Regions from separate parts of the Mus musculus genome. Here region 1 is linked to region 2. A link is a contact called in public Micro-C data. All regions are on one chromosome and are shown on one strand. Each heading gives the region's core, a stretch centred on a gene start, on an enhancer-like site or on the middle of the called end of the contact. The rest is flanking DNA. Distances are from core to core; before and after follow the strand shown.

Region 1 (5,179 bases), core at 1,108-3,607, 140 kb before region 2:
TTTTGGCCAGTCTTGCTATGTATCCCAAGCTTGCCTCCAGCCCCCCCCCCCCCCCTGTGTAGTCCAAGATGGCCTCACACCCACTCCTCCTGCTTCAGCCTCCTAAGTTCTGGGATAAAGACGTGGGTACAATTATTAGTCTGTTTAAAATTTGATTTCCCTTGATATAAATTATCATATTTTATTGTTTGCCATATTTTACATGTTCAGAGTCCTGGTTTCATGGAATGACCTTGGGAAGGGATATATTTCTTATTGTAAAGTGTATGCCATATGCAATATGCCATTTTCACCATTTAATTACACAGCTCAGTGGTACTAAGTACATAGCATTCAACCACCGTCACTACCATCCGTCTCCAGAGCTCTTGTATCTTACAAAATTGAAGCTTTGTCCCCATTAAACAATAACTTCCTGACTCACTCCTGCTAGTCCCTAGCAACCACCCACTCGTTTTGTGTCTCCACAGAATTTATTGCTCCAAGTACCACAAACAAATGGACTCCTAGAATATTTGTCTTTTTGTGATGGGCTTATTTCACTTAGCATAACATCCTCAATGTTCACCCGTGAGGCAGCATATGCCAGAATTTTCTCCCCGTTTCAGACCAAGTAACTCTTTTATTGTTTTGTGTTTCCCATGTCTTGCTTACCCATTCACCCTTAGCAAATACGTGCGTTTACTGGTTTTTTGTTTGTTTGTTTGTTTGTTTTGTTTTCTTTTAACTATTGCTGCTGAGAACATAGGCATATAGATAGCTACATCTTCAAAACTCCGACTTCACTTCAGTTATTCTGGATGTGCATTCCCAGAAGCAGAATCACAGATCATAAAGTAATCCTCTTTTTAATTAAAAAAATCAATTTAAAAAAAAATGGACCAGCCATAGCATTTTCCATAGCAATAACCTGCAGCATTTTACAGCCCCACCAATGGACCGTATGAGCTCCATGCCCTTACCAGCTTGTTACTTCCCGTTTTTGTTATCTGTTGGCTGGTTTCTGTTATTTTGTAGTTTTGTTTGTTTTGATGGCAACCATCCTAATGGGGGTGAGGTGATAGCTCCCTGTGCCTCTGATATGTATTTCCCTAATGATTACTGCTGAGCACCTTAGCCTGCAATATTAGCTAATTGTGAGTCTACTTTGGGATGACAATAGAGCTTTGAGAGGAGAAGGAAAGAGCAAGCAGAAAGGATCGATACTAAAGCCCCAGGGATATAAAAACAAATGACTGCCATGAGACTGGAGCTTATATAGACTGAAGTCGGGCAGAAGGCTTGTACATGCCATTGGAGGGGATGCTGGCTGATTCTTGATTATCATCCACTCGACATTAATAGCGCCTTATACGTCAGACACGGGCCAGAGCATGCCAGAAATGCCAAGACTCTCTCTGCAGGAACTCTGAAGGTAGGCTGTTTTACTTTGGGTCAGGACACATACACAAAACAAAACACCAAACTTTACTGTGCAGCCAGGAAATACTGACTAACAATTAAAGACCAATTGCAGCTAACCTAAGGGGCGGGGGAAGAAAGACCAATTGCAGCAAACCTAAGGGGCGGGGGAAGAATTAGAGAAATTTGGGCCATGTGATATCCTGTAATGAGTGTGCTTTAAAGCTGTCGAGATTGCACAAGGTGTCACAAAATAATAATAGTAGTAATAAAAGACAATGACACCTAAACTCACTGTAATGCTACCACATATAAAATACACTCATATCTTTATATATAACATATATGTTGTTAAACAGTTATTTGGGGTGTGCCTACTACCTGCCAGACTCTGCGAGAGGCCCGCATCATCAGCTCATTCTACAAAGGAGAAAACACAGGCTTGGAGAACAGAGCACGATGGCTCAGGGGTGGGGTACCAAAACAGCCCCCTCCCACCTCTCGCTATAGAAAACTAAGTGACTGCTACTACTACCTTTCTTTGGAGCAAAGGATTCTGGGGGAACTGTAGCCCTGCGGTTGTCACGAGGCAGAGTACATGGGGCCGCTATTCTTCTCTCTCCATCATGGCTCACTGGGTTCCCCCGACATGCTTTGCTCTGGTAACATCAGCAGCTTTGCTAACGACTGGATTTCCCCGTAAAGTCTCTGGGATGCTACGTGACTCCAATCCAGACCATTATCTCAACTTCGAATGCCACGGGAACCCCCGTGGATGAGCATTCTGCGCTCCACTGTGGCCACTGTAGCAGGGAAGATGGGAGTGTTTGCTTTGCATGTTTTCTTTTTTTTATTTGGCCGTTGCCATGAACCTCGCAGGAGACCACAGGTCATGTTGAGCCAGCAAGCTGCAAGCCCAAGCTCTGTGGCATTCTTCAGAGAACTCAGTCAGAAATATCTCAGGCCTCAGAAAACCCAGACCAGCCTCCCAGGCTGGCTTGGTCACTGAGTTCTGACAATGCTGACTTTGAAAGAACTGGCAGGAACTTAATCCTGAATGAAAGACTACCGCAGCCAGATGTTTTGGCTCTGCTGAGGCTGAAGAGGACAAAGTGCAGCTGGGAGCTGAGGGCTGGAGTAGAGGTAGGGCTGGCTCAGTGACAGTGGCTTCAAACCACCAATATGAATCCCCTCACATGGGTTTTGAGGGTCAGAAACACAGGAACAGCTTTGCTAGGTGGTTCTGGCCCAAGGCCTGCAGTGAAGTTGTAGTCAAGCTCTTGACAAGGGTTTCAGTCTTCTGAAGGTTTGGCTGGCTAGGAAAATCCACATCAGACTTCCCACAAGGCCAGCCAGTAGTAAGGAGTCTCAGTTCCTTTCTTTGTGGTCCCCTACCTGCAGCTGCTATGTAAGATTGGCATGGTAGCTGGGTGGGGCTGAGTACTCCAGAGAGGGCAGGCAAAACAGCCCCAGGTAAAATAAAATGGTGGATGAGATTGGAGCATACAGAGACTGAGGGTGTGTAGATGCCACTGGGGTGGGCGCTGGCTGACCTTTGATTGCTTAGCATCCAGTTGACATTCACAGCACCTTATATGTTGGATATAGGAAGCTTCAGTGTCCTTTATAATGTATGCACAGATGTGGGCAATACCATGGTTCCTGCTATATTTGTTGGGTCATATCAACCTGTCGTTGCAGGATGTGAGAGCCATGCAGCAGTGTGGCTAGGAAGATGAAGTGGTTGCTGCACTCCCTACGTTCTGGTGGGCATGCCACTTCACGTGTACCTGTTAAATCCAAACTGACCACCATGTGGGAAATCTTACACCCACAGCTTTGTATTTTGACCTATGGAGGAGACAACAACTTCAGTTGTTCTGATGGACAATGCTATACAGCACAGCACTGTACCCCAATTTTTAATGTACCCCATTTTTAAACGTAGTTTATATACACTTGTGTAGTTTCCTCAATGAGACATGCAATAAGAGACAGCAAACTTAATTCTAGACACATGGTAGTTTAATCAAAAGTTACTGGGTGACCTATAGCCCCCCTCAAATTCTGCTTTTTTGTGTGTGCATTATTGTTTTGCCTACATGTATGTCTGTGTGAGAGTGTCGGATCCCTCAGAACTGGAGTTACAGACCATTGTGAGCTGCCGTGTAGGTGCTGGGAATTGAACCCGGTTCTCTGGAATAGCAGTCACTGCTCTTAACTGCTGAGCCATCTCTCCACCCCCAAATCCTGCTTTTTGTTACAGTCTGGGAATCTGGGGTTGTCAGAAAGGAAAAAATAATAAACAAAATCTTGGCCAGACACATGATCAGTCTAGTTCAGAGCAAAACTCCACGGGTGGCTGGCTGCCTCTTGCATCAGGAAGAAGATTGGCTTTTAGTTGGAAGGTCAGCAGGCACCTCCTGCCCACGGCCGGGACTAATGATGAAGCTCTCTGACATGGGGCTGCCCAATAACTCATGAGGCTGCAGGAAGCTCTGTTCCTGTGCACCCTGGGTTGGTAATGTGCAGTAGGCCAAGCAGGCACTCAAGAGGAAATGGTTCTAACAAGCAGAACTTCCTTTTAAATCTCTCCATGATTTGAAAACTAGCTCTAAACTGGAAAGCATGTCTGCTCTGTGGAGAAGGAAAAAAAAGGTTGGGGAGGGCGGGGACTTGCCTTGCACAACGTCACCATCACACACTAGTCTGTCTCGTGGAACTAATTCTGACTCTTTAGTGCTAGATCATAGAAGAGTCAGTGATTTGGGATGCTATATTCAGCCCAAGTGAAGCACGGTGGTACCAACACTCTCTGTAGTTGATATGACTGAAAACCAACCCTATGATCTCAGATTAGAAGCCAGAGGAGGAGAGGCCCCTCCTCCCCTGCCAGCCTTTCAGCCTTTGGGGTTTCCTGGGTTAACAGGTCTCCACTAGACATCCAATGAGGCAAAGTGACCTTCAGAAGCCTGAACCTCTTGTTTTTTCAGAGAGTTAACCTTGGCCCCTCTTGTTGTACACACCTCTCTTGTTGTACACACCTCAGCTTTTCCTATCCGTGGTTCTGCATTTGTGGCAACTACGGAGCCTCAAGGCTGCCTATGAAAAATGCTTTGTTATATTACATTGCCCCCTGGCTCCAATGAATCGCTCTGTAAATCACACTATTGTTAAAATGTCCTAGGAAAACTAAAACCACTTTCTGGGGCTCTGAGAACACAAGGACATTAATCAGAGGCAACCATTACAGGACGAATATTAGGGAAAGTAAAGAAATAAAAAAACACGGTTTTAATGTGTAGAGCTTAGAGAGGTGGGACTGGGGCCAAGCCAGAATATCTTCACTCGTTCAGAAATACCCTGATACAGGAATACATTATCTCTGAAGGCTTTAAACCCATTTAGTTTTATAGCAAAACAATATTGAACACCTGCTGCACCTTAATGATCCCGTTCAGGCAGCCGAGGGTGAGGATGGAGTGGGGGCGGGGCACACTCTATAAATCAGGAATAACCTTTAGTCAGACTCAGCTGGGACCCCAACTACAGTTGTAGTGAGGATGAGGGGTAGGACTCAGACTCCAGGAAAGCATCTAAGACCACTGATGGGAATAGTCATAGGGGCAGGAGGCTCTACGGGGAGGCCATAAACCATTCTGTACTTACGTATGTAAAATGGGGAGGCACAAAGAGGGAGGAGAAGCGAGGGACAGCTTTGACGATGACAAACTTTACAGTCTGAAAATTTAGTCAACAGAATTTTGTTCAAAAGATG
Region 2 (4,774 bases), core at 1,838-4,337:
TGAAGAAGCTAGCTTTGTTTAAACCCTATTGTGAATTATTTCTTAAGAGGGGAGTAAGGAATTCTTTTGTTAAGTAAATACTCAGGCCTTCCCTTGCCAAAAGCTTTTGAAATCTCTGCAGTAATTATGCCGATGTTTTCTGTGTTTATATGGTAAATGCCTAGAGCTTAATTGTTAATGGGTAAATAAGAAGCCACTAAGGCCTTGCCAAAAGAGGCCCAAGAGCCGAGGTTGAAGAACAATGGCTCTGTGGGACCCCTAGAGAGCTTGTCAGGCAGTGAGGGGGAGCGAGGCCTAGTCTCTGACTCCAGTGGACACTGTCCCTGAAGCAAACCAGTAAGAGACTGACCTGGGGTGGGGACAAAGACCACCTGTCAGTGGAAGACCTAGGCCAGGGGCAAAGGTGTCATTTAGGGCTGTGGCCCAGTTCATGGCTCTATAGCATAAGGTCACCACTTCCTGCTACTCTGGGAGGATAGGGACGACTGGAGGAAAAAGGTCTTTGCCAGCACTTACCAGAGTGCCCACACTGAGTACAGGCCAAGCATAACCACCCATGGCATGCTGGGGCTGTGTTTTAGGGTTGCACACTTGCCTCTGGGTGAGGTACTGTGTCATCTCAGGTGTACCATCTGGCCTTGTTCTTCGGGATCCTCGGGTGCAACACAGGTTAAGAGTGCCAGACAATGGCAGCGCACGCCTTTAATCCCAGCACTTAAGAGGCAGAGGCAGGTGGTTCTCTGAGTTTGAGGCCAGCCCGGTTGACAGAGCAAGTTCCAGGCTAGCCAGGGTTACATGGAGAAACTCTTGTCTTGAAACACACACACACACACACACACACACACACACACACACACCTCATAAGGGTTTTATGACAATTAATTAAAGCAGCATTGTAGTAGACAATAAATTAGCATACAACCGAATTAAACATTGTGTTAAACTTCCATATGTCAAGTTTATCTGGAGCAGAGGTGCAGCTCACACCTCCCAAGGGTTAGGGACAACCCTGCCTAGGTTCCGTCCCTAGCGCTGCAAAAACCAACAGCAGAAAAAAAAAAAAAAAAAAAAAAAAAAAAACGATCTTGCAGTTCTGGATCTTGGCCAGGGCTGGTATGTCTGAGCAAGGAATTGGCCTTCTTCCACATCCATGCATATTTAAATAGAGTAGTTCTGCTCGTTACTGTAGCGTGTCTGTAAAAAGAGCTCACAGCAAGAGGGACTTGTGGATAAACTCCTTCACACATCCACTGAGAGCTCAACACAATCCATCAGGATCAGCCTCGTCTTCCAACGTCCTGCAGACACGAAGCTTCTCCACTCGAGGGGCTGGGAGCCCCAGGGTGTTGATGGAAGCAGGGTGAGGCTTGCCGAGCCTGCCAGGCAATACTCAGCCTTGAACCCAAGTCAGCAGCCGACACAGTTGCAGGGAAGCTTTGACTGGAGGTCCCCCAAAGAAAGGGTCCCGCTGAGGGTGGATGGCTCCTTCTCCATTCCAACTCTGCAGTGGGAACCAAAGTTCATTGAAGATAATGTTCTCCAACAAGTAGAAGGAAGGAAAAAAAGTGGCCAAAGCCTACCAAGCTCAAAATTTTAGAGCTGAAAGGCATTTCAATCCTGAGCTCAAAGCAGCTAGTATGTGCATGCCTGTGTTTCTAGGCATAAATCATGGGGAAGGTATCAGAGAAGAGGAGAGTCCCATGGAGCATCACCTAGCCAGGATTCCTGAGTAGATAGCCCACTCCTGCTCCCAGGACAGCACTCAGCCTAGTGCTATGCAGTCTGGAGAAGGGACTCATCTAGGACTCTGTTGCTGTAGTCAGGGAGGACCTAGAGCAAACCCCTCCCACTTCCCAACCGAAGGCAGCACATGTCTTTGGCATCTTTCCCTACTGTTTCTTGGGTACCACTTTGTGTCCCAAGGCCTGGTCACAATACAGGTTTTATCTGCTCCTGTAACCACATCTTCTGAAAGGACAGAGAGGGGTCTGTGGGCATTGGATAGCCAAAGGGACCAGGCTCAAGTGGGTAATGTTAGTGGGGCTACAGGGCTATTAGGTTGAGATGAGCTAAGAATGGGACTCAGTGGTATACAACAGCACTCACCTAGCTAGTATGTCATATGCTCCAGTACTGAAGAGAGGCACACTGGGGGTGGTGGGGAGTTGGGGGTGTGGGGATTGGAGAAATAGACAAAGCTTGAAGCACCTGACCACAACTGACTATTCCCTCCCTCGATCTTCTCTGCTCCCATCTTTTATTTGTGACATCCCGTGAGAGAGGCGAAAAGCAGGTCCGAGGCAGCATCAGGACTTTCTCACCTTCAGATTGAACCACAACAGAAGCCATGTGCCAGCCAAGATACCTGGTTGCTTGGAGTCCCATCTTCTGCCTGCTGTTCTTTGAGCCTATATCGCTCACTCTGCGGTAGGTCCATGTGGGAGCTGAGGCCCATAAGGCTGTCCATCATACGGAGACATATAATACCGTCGCTTCTCTGATCGTCAGGAAGAGAGAGCTGGTCTTGCTCAGTACCAAGACAGTGTCCAAGAAGCATCTGTCTGGACTACTAGGAAGAGAGGGGGCCCTCAGAGACCATCTTCCATCCAGTTATCCACCCTCAACATGTGTGGCCCACCCTCGGTCCCCCTCATCTTGTGAAAGGTACCACTCAAAGGGCATGAATAGTGGAGACTTGCCAATCATGGACCCTGGGAAGCTGGGCCAGAGGTATCCAGGCCAGGGAGGGATGAGACCCTGTGGGGAAAGAACTCATGAAGAGCTAAGAAGTTTCTTAGAAACAAAAGCCTCTTTGGCTGGCCAGGGACTGTTGGATTGCTTGCTGAGCTCCCAAACCAGCCAGTGGGGGGAACAAGGTAGGGAAACGGTTGAGCCATAAACACAAGACAAAGAACAGGCAGTTCCAAGGAGCCAAGAATGCAAATCATTTGCAGGCCTCCGAGAGACTCTCAACCAAGGACCCCAGTGGGAGGTGGGATTGCCTACCGCTGCTGCAGAGGCCCTCTGTGCACATCAACTGCAGTTGAGTGTGAGCCTGCCTATGAGGGTCCCTGCTGAGTCACCCTCTGTGTGTACTGATGGCTCAGCGGTGAGTCACCGAGTGTGTGTCAGAGTCTGCTGGTGTATGTGTATGCTCCAGCGCAAAAGTATCTGAGGTTTGCCCGTGGGAGAGTGATGGTGTACTGTGAATGAGAATCAGGGAGCCAGGCAGAGTGGAGCGCAGGGGGGAGGCTGTGTTTAAAGGGCACCACACTTCATTCACGCTGTATATCACACACCACATTTCTGAACACAGTCCAGCGGGAGCCATCTGTCCCTTCTTCCTGCGGAACACTTCCCCTCCCCCACCCCCTGTGGAGCAGCAGCGCGGAATTCTTCAGGCAGCGGGAGGAGAGGACTTCTGAAATCCGTCAACCCGGACCCCCTTGCATTTTGCAGAGGGGACCATAGCCAAACACCACCGCTGCGGCCTAGGACAGCGAGGTGCAACTGAGGCTGGCACGGCATCCTCGATCGGTGTCTGAGTATACAGTGGGTCCTTTCTCCTTTCCCAGAAGGAATGAGATGACGTTGCATCTTTCAACTAAAATGCACTCAGAGCAGCCCCGTGCAAAAGGGGCTTGTCTTAATGGCTGGAATGGTTAAATAACCTAGAAGGCAGCAAGCACTGTACCAGACAGCCCTAGACCTAGATTCACTTGACTCCTTGACTCCTTTCCCTCCTCCCTGCCCCACCTCCCCCCTCCCCTTCTTGCCCCACCCAGATCAGAAGTCTCTCCCTGCACCAGCCAGGCCTTTTGGCAGCCCTGACCTACATGATTCAGAATTTGCTTCTGGGACACCACAGAAGTGTCACCTTCACGGGATTGCTGATGTTTTCCTTCCCTTAGCCATCAGCTTGGTGGCCACGTTGTCCTCACGGCTCAGTTTCCACGAAAAGGAATGGATAAAATAGGGGGTTGACTTTAGCAGTTCAAGAAAAATGGCTAAGTGAGGGTGAAGAGCTTGAACCTATTAACTCTTTTTTTAAAAGATTTATTTATGTTTTTATTATATGTAAGTACACTGTAGCTGTCTTCAGACACACCAGAAGAGGGAGTCAGATCTCGTTACAGATGGTTGTGAGCCACCATGTGGTTGCCGGAATTTGAACTCAGGACCTTCAGAAGAGCAATCAGGTGCTCTTACCTGTTGAGCCATCTCACCAGCCCCAAACCTATTAACTCTGAAGATCAGGTCTGAGGTTGGGTATGAGTTTTAATTGTCACATCCACTGATTCCCATATGGCTCAGAGTTGACCCAAACTTCAAAGAGGGGCTTCTGGCAATGGGTTAATTGTTCCTATTCCATATTAACTAAGCAGGTACTATGTCTACAGCACTGCTGAGACCATTCAGTAGTCTCATACCTTTCTCTGTATCCCTGGGGAGCAGAGGTTTATTATCTCATTTATCTAGAGACTTCAAAGGCCCTACACTCCAATAACATTTTGTCATTGATGATGGAATCTACTAAGATGCTCTGGGCATCAGGAGAAAAGAGAAAGGGAAGGACATCGCTGTCAGAACTGGTCTGGAGCTGGGCTCCTCTTATATCTCAGTCAATCCCATATTCAAGAGAACTCTGGTTAAAAACAAAAAACAAAACAAAACAAAACCAAAAAAAAAAACATGCCATAGAGAGGGGTCAGGAAGATGTCACGTGTAGCTGGCAGACTATTGATACAAGAGATGTTGACATCGGAAGAGTCCC

What was found. Hi-C and Micro-C count contacts between places; a contact is called where the count stands out from the background.
Region 1: a Micro-C map of muscle stem cells shows a contact between it and region 2, with 3 times the contacts expected there. The contact joins two enhancer-like sites. A contact is called at or near these places in 1 of 484 Hi-C or Micro-C datasets (muscle stem cells) and 5 of 115 datasets of contacts at active chromatin or transcription factors (bone marrow-derived macrophages, craniofacial prominence, embryonic basal ganglia and 2 more).

What each region holds. Positions count from the first base shown.
Region 1 is chr8:25,327,509-25,332,687 of GRCm38.p6, forward strand. No RefSeq gene overlaps it. Among named protein-coding and RNA genes, the nearest start is that of 5430421F17Rik, 24 kb to the left of the region's middle. Within about 2 kb of position 2,358, at least 16 of the 459 cell types and tissues checked have an H3K27ac peak or open chromatin away from gene starts, as enhancers often do. A contact at or near this core is called in fibro-adipogenic progenitors and muscle stem cells, where this site is marked.
Region 2 is chr8:25,462,589-25,467,362 of GRCm38.p6, forward strand. Gm31045 (a long non-coding RNA gene) reads right to left here. Exons shown (of 4, transcript XR_378820.2): 3 at 2,322-2,569; 4 at 1,081-1,501. Among named protein-coding and RNA genes, the nearest start is that of Gm30978, 11 kb to the left of the region's middle. Within about 2 kb of position 3,088, at least 250 of the 459 cell types and tissues checked have an H3K27ac peak or open chromatin away from gene starts, as enhancers often do. A contact at or near this core is called in fibro-adipogenic progenitors and muscle stem cells, where this site is marked.